4 separate regions of the Mus musculus genome follow, and regions 1, 3 and 4 are each linked to region 2. Evidence: chromatin contacts called from public Hi-C and HiChIP or PLAC-seq data. All regions are on one chromosome and are shown on one strand. The core of a region is the stretch at or near the end of the contact, and the rest is flanking DNA. Distances in the headings are between cores, read along the strand shown.

Region 1 (3,280 bases), core at 502-3,001, 210 kb before region 2:
TACCATAAACATCTTAAGGCTTGCAAAAAGTTGATTTAAAAGGAATCCTGCTATTTGTGGACATTTAATCAATAACCTAAGAATTACTGAGCTATTTGCACTGCTCAGTAATTTCAACAGTCTGCATTTCTATATTAAAAACCATGGTGTAGCACAACAGCAAGCAACCACCCAGGCCAAGGGAAGCCACTCACCATCAACTCCATTGTAGGAGGCAGTGACTTCTTGAACCTCCTTCTTTGACCTCATTGGAGCCCACGAGCCATCCTCCTTAAACTGTATCTCGTCACAGTCTGTGCAGTACTTTAGAATTTCCATAAACAACCTAGACAGACAATAGAACATGTTTTAAGTGAAGAGACATGAGAACCATAATTCAGAACACTTAGATCACAGGTGTTTTATGAGAGGTAAATGGAAGACAGGGAAGTAGAGCAGACAAACTACATTCACCCTCACACATGCGCTACACGGGAAACAGTTTACATAAAGATGCCATGGAACCTGGAAAGAAACGACAACTTAAAAATATTTCTTTAGTTTGTGCTATATGGGTGGGTAGGTGCCACAGTGCATATGTGGAGGTCTAAAGACAACTTGTATGAGTTCGTTCTCTACTTCCACCCATGGGTTTTAAGTCTTAAACTCAGGCTGTTGGGCTTGGCAGCAAGCACCTTATCTCATCCCCAAGAGTTTTAAGGATACAGAAAAATGTTCACAAAAACTGAGGTGGTTAAGGAATAACATATCTCAAAACAAGATTCTGTGTGTGAATAAAAGCACACACTAATGATCTCTAGATGGTAATTTTATATACATTCAATTTTTTCTTTATACTTTATATTCTATATTTGCAAATTGCTAAAAGATCTTATCTGATAAACTGAAGGGATATATATAAAAATGTCTAACCAGTGCTAGAAAGATGGCTCAGTGGTTAAGAACACTGTTTTTCCAAAGGTCCTGGGTTCAATTCCCAGCAACCACATGGTGGCTCACAACCATCTGAAATGGGATCTGATGTCCTCTTCTGGTGTGTCTGAAGTAAGCTACAGTGTACTCATATACATAAAACAAATAAAATTTTAAAAGATGTTCAACCAACAGTTAAATCCAAATAAAATATACTGGTACTAAAAGTTATTAGTAGCATATAATCAAAATTTATGTAAAAACTAAACTAGAAGTTTTATTAAAAATGCCTTTTATTTCCTGTTCTGTTTTTGAAAGAGCGAGAGAGATCTGTATTATAAGAAAAGGAAGAACTAAGATAAATACTATACAGAGGTGGTAAAATATTACTATTAGTCTAAATTTATAAATTAGTTATCATTTCATTTCTGAAAAATCTAACAGGAAACACTACTTCCTCATATTCTCCCAAGACTCAACATTTTTAAAGCTCTGGGTTGTAAGTCTATTGACAAATACATTCAATTCTTGTATTATTGTCTTCAAGGCTCTTATGTTTTCTCATATACTATAAATAATCTGTCTTGTTTGAGTATTTTGCTGAAGAATACTAGAAATATTAGGGAGGCATTTTTCTCTTTTCACAATGCATTTCCTTGTTTCTTGTTCAGTGGCAAAAAGGCAACCAGAAACCTAAGGGGAATGGCAGACTCAGGCAAATATCAACAGGTCAAGACCAACAGACAGATGGCTAAGAAGGAGAACCTCTGCTCACTGTGTGCAATGGTGAGGACAGAGACCGAAAACACAAAAGGGGAAAGGCAAGGCTAGAAACAGAAGCTGCAGAACAACAGGAACTGCTATCAGCTGGTTGTCCTTGGCTGGGAGCCCTGACAGTGGACAGAAGTGGCAGGGCTTGGTGGACAGGACAGAAGCCAAGCTTCTTCTAAAAAGCCCAACTTTGAAAAGAACCTGTAGTATTTACAAATTGCTTAAATTATTTGTGTGTGTGTGTGTGGGGGGGGGGGGGGTATGTGCACATGGAAACCAGAAAAGGTTATCAGATACACTGGAGCTGGGAACTGAACTTGGGTGACCTATAAAAGCAGTATAGCTCTTAACTGCTAAGCCATTTGTTTAGGACCAAAAGCTATTTGTTTGTTTATTTATTTACTTATTGGATGAGTTTCAATTGCTAGAATCTCAAAATTTGATCATGCATCCTCTTAATGCATGCACTTTGTAGGTCTTAGATGTACTCAATACACACACACACACACACACACACACACACACACACGTATATCGTCTGCTTAGAATTACTGCTTTAAAATAATAAACAGAAGGTGCTGAAAAAAAAGAGGAAAAAGCATGTGTTTTCACAACAAGTAGAATATATACAGCCATAAATAAAACCAATGTTAAAAAGTATTTTAAAGGGCTGGAGAGATAGCTCAGCAGTTAAGAGCAATGACTGCTCTTCCAGAGGTCCTGAGTTCAATTCCCAGCAACCGCATGGTGGCTTATAACCATCTGTAATGGGATCTGATGCCCTCTTCTGGTGTGTCTGAAAACAGCTACAGTGTACTCATACAAAATCAATCAATCAATCAATCTTTAAAAAAATGTTTTAAAGATGGGAGAGACACCAAGATGGTGGAAAGGTTCCTGCCACTAAGCCTAACAGCCCAAGTTTGATCCTCAAAATATAGATGGTAGAAGAAAAGAACCAACTCTCCAATGCTGTCTTCTAACTGCTATATGTTTACAATGTACCTTCCCAAATAAATGTTTTTTAAAAATCCTAAAAGATGAAAAATATTTACAATACTAGTTACTCACTTTTAGTTACTCACTGATTTCTAGAATAATGAAAATTCCATAAACAAACACCTTTGAAAAAATTACCTCTAGGTTTTATCTCAAACCTGATGGCAACAAACTTGAATAGCAGAAAAACAAAAAGAGATAGAAACATACATACCCGTCAATAATAAGGTGTTCATATGGGGCCTTCTTATCACAGACAGGACAAACCCATGTTGGTTTTTTCTCATTCATTTGAATGTAAAGAGTTGCATCAAAACACTGAAGGTGGGAGCAGGTAAGTGCCCGACAGGGGATTGTCAGTCGCATTTTCCCAAGCTTTAAGGAAGGGAAAGTTCAATGTTAGTATGTGCTGCTGAAAACCTAGGCTGTAATAATGACTTCCTGAAATACAACATGCATGTACTGTGATTTAAAGCGTAGTGTGTCCACAACCCCTGTACCTAAGGTTCAGTTAATACCATGGAAGAGGGGAAGAAAGAGTGTAAGAGCCAGAGAAGCATGGGACTTGCCTAGACTATTTCCTAGGATCAATAGGGAA
Region 2 (3,351 bases), core at 642-3,141:
AAGCTGTTCTCTAACCTCTACACACACAGTAATGGTACATCCACACCTTTCCCTCACAGGAAATTCATTAATTAATTATTCTTAGGGTTCCAATTTCTGTGATGAAACACCATGACCAAAGGCAACGTGGAAGGAAAGAATTTATTTCAGCTTACACTTCCACATCAGTCCATCACAGAGAAGTCAGGGCAGGAACTCAAAATTGAGCAGGACCATGGAGGCAGGAGCTGATACAGAGGCCATGGAGGGCCACTAATCACTGGCTTGCCCCTTGCGACTTTCTTACCACATCCAGGATCATCAGCCCGCAGGTGCCACCATCCACAATGGCTGGGTCCACTCATATAAACCATCAATCAAGAGAATGCGCCATAGAATGAGTCTATTAGTCAACCTGGTGGAGGTATTCTCTCTTTTGAGGTTCCCACTACCAAAATTACTCTAGCCTGTGTCAGCTTGACATAAAAATTAGCACATAAATTTAGTAAAAAAAAAAAAAAATCAAAATTAACAAAGATACCATAATTTTCAACAGTTGTAGACAATTCAAAAGGTGAATTAGTAAACTGAAGTTCAACAGTTCAACAATACCATGGGATATAATTAAGCAGACTTAATAAATGAGCTCTCAGCTATAAAAACAAAAACAAAAACATGAAAGAAACTTAAGAACATACTACTTAGTGAAGGAAGCCATTCTGAAAAATTCACAAAGGGCACTGTGGAATAAACAAAAACATAGAGATGAAAACATAAAGAAATAAAAACAGACAAAACCAGAAAACTACAGTGCTGCTCTGGGGCTGTGTCTTATTTTTCTCCCTGACGAAAGCAATTTGAGAGGGAAAGGGTGCATTTTTGCCACAGTTCAAGGTGGAGAAGTCAACTCATCTGCTGCCCAGCTCTGGCTCTCCATGTACTTGGTCCAAGATCCTAGCGCCAGGAATGATTCTGTCCACAGTGGGTGAGTCTTCCCACCTCCATTAAAAAAAAGTCAAGATAGCTGGGCGTGGTGGCACACGCCTTTAATCCCAGCACTCGGGAGGCAGAGGCAGGAGGATTTCTGAGTTCGAGGCCAGCCTGGTCTACAAAGTGAGTTCAAGGACAGCCAGGGCTACACAGAGAAACCCTGTCTCAAAAACCAAAAAAAAAAAAAAAAAAGTCAAGATAAGTCCCCACAGGCATGGCCAGAGGCCCATCTTGGGGTAACTCCAGAGCTTACCAAGTTGACAATTAACATTAACCAGCACAGGCTGAAGGGGGAGCAGGATTCTGCAGTGACGGCTGCCTTTGCCAAAAGCTGATGACTTTTCAGTACAGATCGGCCCTTCAACCGAGTAGTGAATAGAAATGCAGAGATTCTGTGGATCCAGGGTTAGAAAAGCAAAAAGCCAAACCAGAGGAGCTGGGGATGCTGGGAAAGAGGCCCGAAAGGGTATCCTACAAGTTTCTGTTAACCTAAAACTGCTCTGAAAAGTGGGTTAAATATCAACTGTACAATGGTGGGACCCCATTGTTAATCCATGTGGCCATGCGTGCAAATACTGGGCAAAGTATGGGGATGGGGGGCGTACAACCAAAACGAAAGGCTATGGTCTACTGTGGGATCACAGGAGCTCACTCTGCAGGCTCTCCTTGTCCTTATTTTCCAGAACAGGAAGAGCTAGGGGCGGCAGGGAGAGCAGGAGCGAGCTGTGCGCTTGCTTGGCGGGACGCCTGTCCTGGCCAAGCATCACTAACCCGACAGAGGATTCCTTGCGTGCAACTGCGGGTGCACACCCCGGCCGGTGCGGGCGGTCCCCGAAGGCCGGTCTAGGGCCCACGATGTTCTCGCGCCCCTTTGCGGGAAGCAGCCGCTGGGTCATCCCCGCAGTGCTTTCGGTTTGCTGGAATGTTCCCCCAACTGCAGAAGTGCACTTTGTTCCCGAGTGGGGGAGGGGCAGCAGGACTCAGCTCCAGGGCGCCCTAGGACTTGGAGGGCGGCCAGCTTTCCGTTCCCAGGGTGCCTTCTGGCGGGGGCGGGGGTTGTCTGCATCCCAGCTGGGCAGCTGGAGGATACTGGACCCGCCTGGACTTCAGGGCCAGCCCTGCCACCCACTAGCTTCATGTTCTGCATCAGGGGTTTGATTTCCTCATTTGCAAAATAGGGACCTGAATAATGTTGACAGCACGCACTACCGGCCTCTGCCGTGTTCCTCTGCGTGTACCTTCCTCCCAATATCCCTTTGAAGTGATACTGTTAACGTAATAAGGTAATTATACTATTAGTTGGATAATTCTCCCTGGCTGCCCACACCCTTTGAACATCACAGATGCTCTGGTCACTGAAAGGCTGGCCCAGCCTCCTCCCAGTAATAAAATGTGTACTATTATTTTCACTTTAAAGATGAAGGCAGAGAAGCTAAGAACAGGTAAGTCACTTGTGGAATGGCACAGTTCCCAAGTGGCCGGGCCATCCAGACATAAACGCAAGCAGTCAGCTGGAGGCTTTCCAGCTCTTAAAATGCAAATACTGCCTTCCTACTGCTGGTTCCTGGAGGCCCTTCAAATTCAGATAAATATACTTATTCAGTCATTTCAGGCTGGGTGTGGTGGTGCATGCCTGTAATCTCAGCATTCAGGATGCTGAGGCAGGGGGAATGCATGTTGGAGTCTAGCCTGGGCTATACAGTTAAGTCTAAAACCAGCCTGAATTATAAAGTGAGAATTTGTCTCAAAAATATGAAAAGTTTGTATGTGGACGCTTAGCAGGTATAAACCTTAGGACCTGAGTTCCATCCCAGGAACCCATGATGGGAGGAGAGAAGTGATCCTTGCATGTCCGCAGACCTCCACACACGTTAACAGTCTCCTTCCTCCCTTCCTTCCTCCCTTCCTCCCTTCCTTTCTTTCTATATTTACTTTTGAGAAAGTCTCACGGTATAGACTGGCTGTCCTAGGACTTGCTATGTAGGGCAGGGTGGCCTGAAACTCGGAGGTCTGCCTGATTATGCATCCCAAGAGCTGCATGCACCACCATAATGGAAAATATATGCACTTTTATAAAAATCAAAAGTAAATGAAGCAGGCCTCCCAGCACTTGAAAATAAATGCATGCCAATCACTGTGATCTCCAGGTCAACCAGAGGTACTCAAAGGATCTAAAAAAAAAAAAAAAAAAAAAAAAAAAAAGAAAGGAAGAAAAGGAAAAAAAAAAGAAAAAGAAAAGAAAGGAAGAAAAGAAATCCAAATGAGTAAGTAAAGAGAAGCCGAGAGAGACAGTGCTGTACACACAGCCCTTTCTAAGGGAGGGATTGTTACTAATACTTCTTACTAAGGAATGGTGCTTATCACCATCTCAGACCTACCATT
Region 3 (3,329 bases), core at 334-2,833, 230 kb before region 2:
ACACTTGTAGACTAGACTATAGAGTAACAGACCTCTTGTAGACTAGATTGTAGAGTAACAGACCTCTTGTAGACTAGATTGTAGAGTAACCGACCTCTTGCCACTCAGTATTCCATTGGTGGGGGGCAGCAAGGGGAGAGGTGGGTTTTTGTGGAGGAGAGGTGCATGTGTGAGCCTAGATTAGTGTGGCTGTGTTTGGAGCCATGGACGATGCCCCTGTGACTGGGAGGTTACAAGGGTGGGCTGCACAGGTACAACATCCATGCTAAAGGTTTCTTGAAAGACAGACAGAGGTCTGCCAAGCCTGCTGATCTCTGGAACCCACATGGTGGAAGGAGAGAGCTGATGCCCACAAGCTGTGCTCTGACCTCCACATGTGTGGTATGCATGCCTCCCCTCCAAAAGATGTTTAAAAAATTAAAATCAAGTACAAGGCAGCCTCAGTGACCGATCCAGTGTACTCTGTTCTCGTATCCTAGGCCCTGCAGAAAGAAAAAGTTCTGGGTTCTTGTAAGCAGATTATTCTCCCATTTTGGCTTGTATCCCAGTCCATGGGGAACAGTCTATCAGATTCTCAGGGAAGACTTCTGGAGACCCCTAACATCAGCAGATCCAAATTGAAACAGTAATGTGATTTATTGCAGTGGATGATCTTTTCAAGGAAGCAGGCATTGAACCAAACGGCCAAGTGAAATATGACACGTTTATCCAGAGGATCACCATTCCTGTGCGAGACTACTAAGGGAGCCAAGATCAAGAGAGCAGATGAGAGCCTTCGGGGCCTGAAAACCTAGACTGATTCCTTTTTGTAAGGGAAGTCTAGAGATGACACAACCACTGCATGGCATAAGTACCAATAAATGATGTAGCCATGGCATTGGATAACTGTAATAAGGTCTGTCTTGATTTCGGTACTAACATTAGTCTAGCCATTTGCAGCATAGTCTAGCCCTATGATTTGTAGTCAGGGTTGTGTGCCAGTGCTGCCTCTGCAACATCATCCCCTCACCCATTGTACTTCTCAAAGCCTTTGGACCTCATAAGGATGAAGATTGTGACTGAAAATAAATGGTTGGCAACTTCAAAGCATGTGGAATTGGTGTTTCCCTGGTAGTGTTTCTCTAAAAGAACAGTCTGCCCAGAAGACCAGTCTGCTTTGGGTGCAAAAACAACCTTCAACATTTCTAAGATAAAGCTGAGGTTGGCTGGGAACAGGCAACAAGCACAGAGTGCGTGTACACGCATGCACACACTTGCACACACATATAGAGCAACAAGCATAGAGCACATACAGCAACAAACAGTGTACACAGACACAGCACAAGCATATAGCACATGAACACACACACGACACACCCATTTCCTTTCTGGAGTTTCATTTTCTTGTTCTCATTTCTTATAGTTCTACAATCCCACTGATAAATCTTCATTTCCATCTCCCTGGCCAGACCAAGTGTAGGAAGCTTTTTCATAAAGAGGTATAAAGTCAAAACAAACATTAGAGGAGTGTACGGTTGGTTGATATCCCACACCAAAGGAAGTGGGAGGCCTCGTGGAGTTAAGCACGTCTTTCTGATGCTCCTGGCAGTTTGCTGAAGCTGGGCCCGGGGCCACTGTTAGGTTACAGGAACTAGGATGGTCTGCTCAAGTGACCCGAGGTGATCATGACTTTCAGCCATTCTCTTGGGACTAACAGAATAAGGAGATGCACCATGTCATGGCCAGAATCTGAGAGGCCCTGAAGGCCACAGTGGGAACCAGTGTCCTAGCCAGGATAGCCAGGAAACCCACGCAACACTCCAGCAGACGTAGGGTGCAGAGCTCTAAACATGAAGACCTTCATTCCTTTGTGTCAGGACTGCCTGTGGCTTTGTGCCTTATACGAAAGTAGAAAGACATATCAAGACACAAGGGTCTCTGGGGAAGCAGACAAGACACACATCTTACTAAGGGCTAAGAGTGGAAACACTCCAGGGAACTAAACACCGGCAACCTGGGTTCAGCTACCTCACATATGCTGGATGGCTCAGACCAAACAGAAGACAATTGAAGGGAGAGCCTCATTTTCCTGGGAGTAGATACTATGTGTCCCCTGAGTAGCTTGATTATAAGCAACCTGGCAAATTTCTTTAATACAAAAACCAAAAAACCTCCAAAAATAAACAAGCCAACAATACAAAAAGAAAAAAAAAAAACAAAAAACAAAAAACCCCAAAAAACACAAAACCAAACCAACCAACAAACAAAACAAACCCAAAAAAGCTAAATAACTGGCACATCCCTTCAAAGAGGATGTTGGTTTGAGGCTAACATGAGATATAATGCAAGAGTCTGCCTGGGAAACACAGATAAAAATGTAGAATTTCTGGGCTGTTTTAGGGAGCCAGAGTAAGTACAGACAAAACACAGCAAAACTTCCTAATTCCCATGATAAGTCCTCCTGGGGAAGACTAGACGTAGACTCCAGAGAGTCGGTTATGTATTTCTGTTGAGTGGGAAGGTTCCAGACCCCAGCACCTCTGACTCTAGCCACAGCTTTAGAATCACATCTGCTCACCACTCTAGAATCCGAGATCTGACAGATGTTCCATGCTGATGCCCTGTGTGGGGCAGAGTGGGAAGAGGCTGGGCCCTACACCAGAGGCACTTCCTACCGTTCTGATGTCTGTCAGTGACTTTTTTTTTTTAAAGACAGGATCTCATGATTCCCAAATTTACCTCAAATTTGTGGACGATGCCCTTGTGCTTCTGACCCTGCCCCCACCTCCCGGGTGCTGAGACGACAGGTGTATACTGTGCCTCTTTTACTTGACACTGGGGACTGACAATGTTCCACACATGCCAGGCAATCGTTCTGCCAAACACCTCCAGCCTTCCAGTGTAGGCTTTGTGTTTTTGTTTTCCTTGGCTTTTTCTGAGACAGGGTTTCTCTGTGTAGTCCTGGCTGTTCTGGAACTTGCTCTGCAGACCAGACTGGCCTTGATCTCAGATATCCACCTGCCTCTGCCTCTCAAAGGTGGGATTAAAGGCGAGAGCCATGATGTCCAGTCTCCAGTGTAGTTTTAATGCACATTTTATGAATCCTATTCGGCTAAGTGGAATCTCCAGTACAGCTTGAAAGGAGCACATGGCTAGCAGGTGGTCTGCATGACCTGGGTTGCTCTTCCCTGCCCACTGCTCTAGTCATGGGTGACAGGGTGAGCTCACACTCCTCAAGTCTGGCTTACAAAGCTGTATCAGGGATGGTTTGGCTGCCTCTTATGCATTCCTCAAATTCCAACAAGTTTCCCTAGTACCTAGTTGCTCACCATAAAGAGTGGTATTTGCAC
Region 4 (3,404 bases), core at 9-2,508, 140 kb before region 2:
AGGAAATTATTAGCTACAATTGGGTTAGAGCACATCTCACAGACTGTTCATTTGTCCATACACTTCTCATTCATGACAATGCAGGGTTGAGACATAACCTCAAAAAACCAACAAATAAAATAAACAACAAAAAAATAAATATTCCTCATACCGTTAAAGATCGAAAGCACTTCCAGCACATTCATCCAGCACACTGGCTGCAGAGATACAGGACATCACTAACAGCTATGGGTTGGCTAACTTGTTAGTGGATACTTTTTCTATAAGCAAACGGTTTTTTGTCTTTTAAACTATAAAAAAATGTCAGAAATGGAGTAAAAGGGATAGTCTCATTTGAAACTAGAAATTCCTGTAGTATAACTCTTCATATTTTTTCAAAAAATATTTACATTATCACAGTTTTTATAATCTTGAAAATGGAGGCTCTTGCCTCTCTTGTTCTCTTGTTTCTCTCTTGCCCCCTTGGGCTCTTCCCTTCCTCCCTCCCTTCCCTATTCCCTTCCCCCTCTCTCCACATGTTCATGGCCGACTTCTACTTCTCTACTCTCTCCCTCTCTCTGCCTTTCTCTGCCTCTACTACCCTCTTAACTTCCCTCCCTATGCCCTGAATAAACTCTATTTTATACAAAAAAAAAAAAAAAAAAAAAAAGAAGGAAGGAAGAAAGGAAGGAAGGGAGGGAGGGAGGGAAGGAAACGGAAGATAGCCCTTTCCCTTTGTGTTGAATCTATCAAAACTAAGTTACTAGGATTGGAGCTGAAGCTCAATGGAAGAACTCTTTGCCTATCAGAGAAGAGGCCCTGGGTTTGAACCCCAGGACTACAAAGAAAAAGAAAAATCTACTGTATTACAAATCAAAACAGAAAACATTGGATTTTGTCTTAATTAGAGTTTCTATTGCTGTGATAATCACCATGACCGAAAAGCAACTCCAGGAAGGGGTTTCTTATTTAATTGTAGTATATCCTACGTTAACAGTCCATCACTGAGGGAAGTCAGCACAGAAACTCAAAAGGCATGTGCTGGGATTAAAGGTGTGCACTACCACACCTGACTTTCAAAATGACTTTTAATAAATAACAAATGTTCATTGTTAGACAGGACTATATAAAGAAACTCTGTCTCAAAAAACCAAAAGTCATTTCAAAGCATGGTGGTACACATTTGTAATACCAGCATTTGGTAAGTGCAAAGAGGAGAAAAGGAGGTCGAAGGTCAGTGCCTGGACTATAGTTCCATTTAGTAGAGTGTTTATCTAGCAGGAAACCCTGGGAAGCCCTGAGTTCAATTTCTAGCACTACAAAAAACAAACAATGTGGTACATGTCTATAATCCTAACACTTTAAAAGTGAACACAGAAAGATCACAAGTTCAAGGTCATCTTAGGTACATAGAGAACTTGAGGCTAGCCTGGGATCCCTGAGACCCTTTCTCAAAACAACAACAAAAACAAATTTAAAACCAGTTAGGACTACATGAAATCCTATCTCAACAAACAAAAATTCATTGGTCTAATCTCCACTCCAATTGATCTTTTTTTCTCATACATGACTTTATAAAACCATGCACTGGTTATTTAAAAAAAAAAAGTTGAGTTCAGCTGAGCATGGTGGTTCCACACCTAAAATCCTAGCACTTGAAAGAGGCAGGAGGGTCACGCTGAGCTACATCCACAGTCCAAAACCTGCCTAGGCTACATGAAATCTCATGTCAAAACATGGAGAATTTGCCAAGTTCCACACTTCTTCAAAAAGTGATGCAGCTCACTACTGTCTAAAGCATAGCTCGCTTACTCATATCACACCAATTGCATCAAAGGAGTAAAGTGTGCAATCTGTCAAACTCTTAGTGGCAAGTGCAGTAGTTTTCCAAAATTCAATTTCCCCTTGAAAGCTTAAATTTTATCATTAGCAATGAATACTGTCAGTTGTTTTCCTTGTAGTGACAGGCTTACTTTATTTTCAGGAAAATGTATGCCAAATCCCACCCTGTTCTGTATAACCACACTTTGCCAAGCAATTATTTCAAGTAAAAATAGTGTTCTACTTAGAAAGGCAGCTAGTTTCGTTTGCAGCTCAACAACTGCACAAAGCTCTTTTCTGAGCTAATCATCAGGCCTGCTACCAGGAGAAGCACTTCAAACAACACGCTCTAAAAGGTAAGCTAAGACGGACTCAATGACAAATCACTAACTTTTATTCCTTCATCAAGGGCATTAAATGTAACCAGGCAGTCTTCCTGAGTTCCCACACCATGTGTGTGCACTTTTACTTGAGAGAGAGAAAAAGAAATAGAGAGAAAGAGAGAGGAAGAGAAAGTGTGTGTGTGTGTGGGTGTGTGTGTGTGTGTGTGTGTGTGTTGAGAATCATATTGAGGACCTCAGGCAAACTAGGCAAACACTCTACTATCCAGACACATAACCTGTCCAGTTTGTTTTATTTTTAAAGCATATATCTATTTCAATTCCAAAAGTCTGATGATGAGACTATACCACTGGTATAATTCAGTCACACCACAGCAGGGATCTTGAAAATCACAATGGCTTTATTCATCACTGATGTTGTAATTGTCAGCATACCAAACAAAGTCCTACTGGTACTAGAAAAATGGTTTTGACCTAGATATACCCAGGGAAACACCAGGAGTCTGAGAAACAACCCCTATGATAGTAATAGTTGATGCATTGCACTTATAATCATAAAACACATACATTTTCTGCTTAAGTAATTATATATACACTCAAGCCAATAGTCTAGTACCTCACATTCAAAACACATAAATGAATGGAAGAATGTGAGACACTTTGTAAATAATAATCAAATCCTAGCTACTACACTATAACCCAAGTTCTAAGCATGGAATGTTATGGTTTAATATGAGTGTCCCCACAGGCTCGTGTGGGTCAGAACTTGGTCCCCGGCAGCAGTACTATTTTAGAAACCAGTGGAAGAAACCTTAAGAGTGGGGCCCTGATAGAGGACGTCAGTCACCGGGGAGTGCTTTTGAAGGGTGCCTTGTCTCTGGCCCCCTCCTCTCTGATGGCTCTTCTTAAGCTCCTGCCACCATGATGTTTAGCTCTACCACAGGCCTACGGTAATGGGACAAACATGGGCTGAAACCTCTGAAATCAGGAGCCACCGTAACCCTCCTGTCCCCTCCTCGGGTTGCTCAGTCAAGTGTCAGGAACCCTGACACCTCCTCCTCATTCCTTTTTTGGGCAACTTGTAGAAGCCTGGAATCTACAACAATCACAATCTCAATATCTCTCTCTCTCTCTCTCTCTCTCTCTCCATCTATCTATTTAATTTCAAGACAGGGTCTTATTATGTACTACTCCTAGCTGGTCTGGAAGTCACTACATATGTAAACCAGACTGGCCTCCAGCTGCCCCAGTCACCTGAGTGCT

Evidence for each region. Hi-C and Micro-C count contacts between places; a contact is called where the count stands out from the background. HiChIP or PLAC-seq counts read pairs in DNA pulled down with a chosen protein or histone mark.
Region 1: a contact with region 2 is called in a Hi-C map of liver, with 2.1 times the contacts expected there. The contact joins two enhancer-like sites. A contact is called at or near these places in 8 of 484 Hi-C or Micro-C datasets (bone marrow-derived macrophages, brain, cortical neurons and 4 more), 9 of 115 datasets of contacts at active chromatin or transcription factors (bone marrow-derived macrophages, embryonic basal ganglia, embryonic limb bud and 5 more) and 3 of 9 other capture datasets (adipose tissue, liver and pancreatic islet).
Region 3: a Hi-C map of bone marrow-derived macrophages shows a contact between it and region 2, with 28 read pairs. The contact joins two enhancer-like sites. A contact is called at or near these places in 10 of 39 promoter capture datasets (3T3-L1-derived adipocytes, the C10 cell line, HPC-7-derived erythroid cells and 7 more), 1 of 484 Hi-C or Micro-C datasets (bone marrow-derived macrophages), 7 of 115 datasets of contacts at active chromatin or transcription factors (bone marrow-derived macrophages, cardiomyocytes, craniofacial prominence and 4 more) and 4 of 9 other capture datasets (adipose tissue, embryonic stem cells, liver and 1 more).
Region 4: a contact with region 2 is called in an H3K4me3 HiChIP or PLAC-seq map of forebrain, with 3 times the contacts expected there. The contact joins two enhancer-like sites. A contact is called at or near these places in 13 of 39 promoter capture datasets (the 3T3-L1 cell line, 3T3-L1-derived adipocytes, the C10 cell line and 7 more), 34 of 484 Hi-C or Micro-C datasets (the AML12 cell line, B cells, the C3H10T1/2 cell line and 22 more), 23 of 115 datasets of contacts at active chromatin or transcription factors (bone marrow-derived dendritic cells, bone marrow-derived macrophages, craniofacial prominence and 16 more) and 4 of 9 other capture datasets (adipose tissue, embryonic stem cells, liver and 1 more).

Annotation. Positions count from the first base shown.
Region 1 is chr9:62,892,935-62,896,214 of GRCm38.p6, forward strand. Pias1 (protein inhibitor of activated STAT 1) reads right to left here. Exons shown (of 14, transcript NM_019663.3): 9 at 2,897-3,057; 10 at 195-325. Among named protein-coding and RNA genes, the nearest start is that of Calml4, 36 kb to the left of the region's middle. Within about 2 kb of position 1,752, at least 6 of the 459 cell types and tissues checked have an H3K27ac peak or open chromatin away from gene starts, as enhancers often do. A contact at or near this core is called in adipose tissue, bone marrow-derived macrophages and liver, where this site is marked.
Region 2 is chr9:63,107,445-63,110,795 of GRCm38.p6, forward strand. Gm35658 (a long non-coding RNA gene) reads left to right here. Exons shown (of 3, transcript XR_870837.2): 3 at 1-789. Among named protein-coding and RNA genes, the nearest start is that of Gm35658, 16 kb to the left of the region's middle. Within about 2 kb of position 1,892, at least 200 of the 459 cell types and tissues checked have an H3K27ac peak or open chromatin away from gene starts, as enhancers often do. A contact at or near this core is called in adipose tissue, bone marrow-derived macrophages, forebrain and 1 more, where this site is marked.
Region 3 is chr9:62,874,833-62,878,161 of GRCm38.p6, forward strand. It overlaps Calml4 (calmodulin-like 4), which reads left to right. Exons shown (of 5, transcript NM_138304.2): 5 at 645-1,086. The coding sequence ends at 742. Among named protein-coding and RNA genes, the nearest start is that of Calml4, 18 kb to the left of the region's middle. Within about 2 kb of position 1,584, at least 26 of the 459 cell types and tissues checked have an H3K27ac peak or open chromatin away from gene starts, as enhancers often do. A contact at or near this core is called in bone marrow-derived macrophages, where this site is marked.
Region 4 is chr9:62,966,798-62,970,201 of GRCm38.p6, forward strand. All of the region lies in intron 1 of Pias1 (protein inhibitor of activated STAT 1), which reads right to left. Among named protein-coding and RNA genes, the nearest start is that of Gm35574, 12 kb to the right of the region's middle. Within about 2 kb of position 1,259, at least 14 of the 459 cell types and tissues checked have an H3K27ac peak or open chromatin away from gene starts, as enhancers often do. A contact at or near this core is called in forebrain and liver, where this site is marked.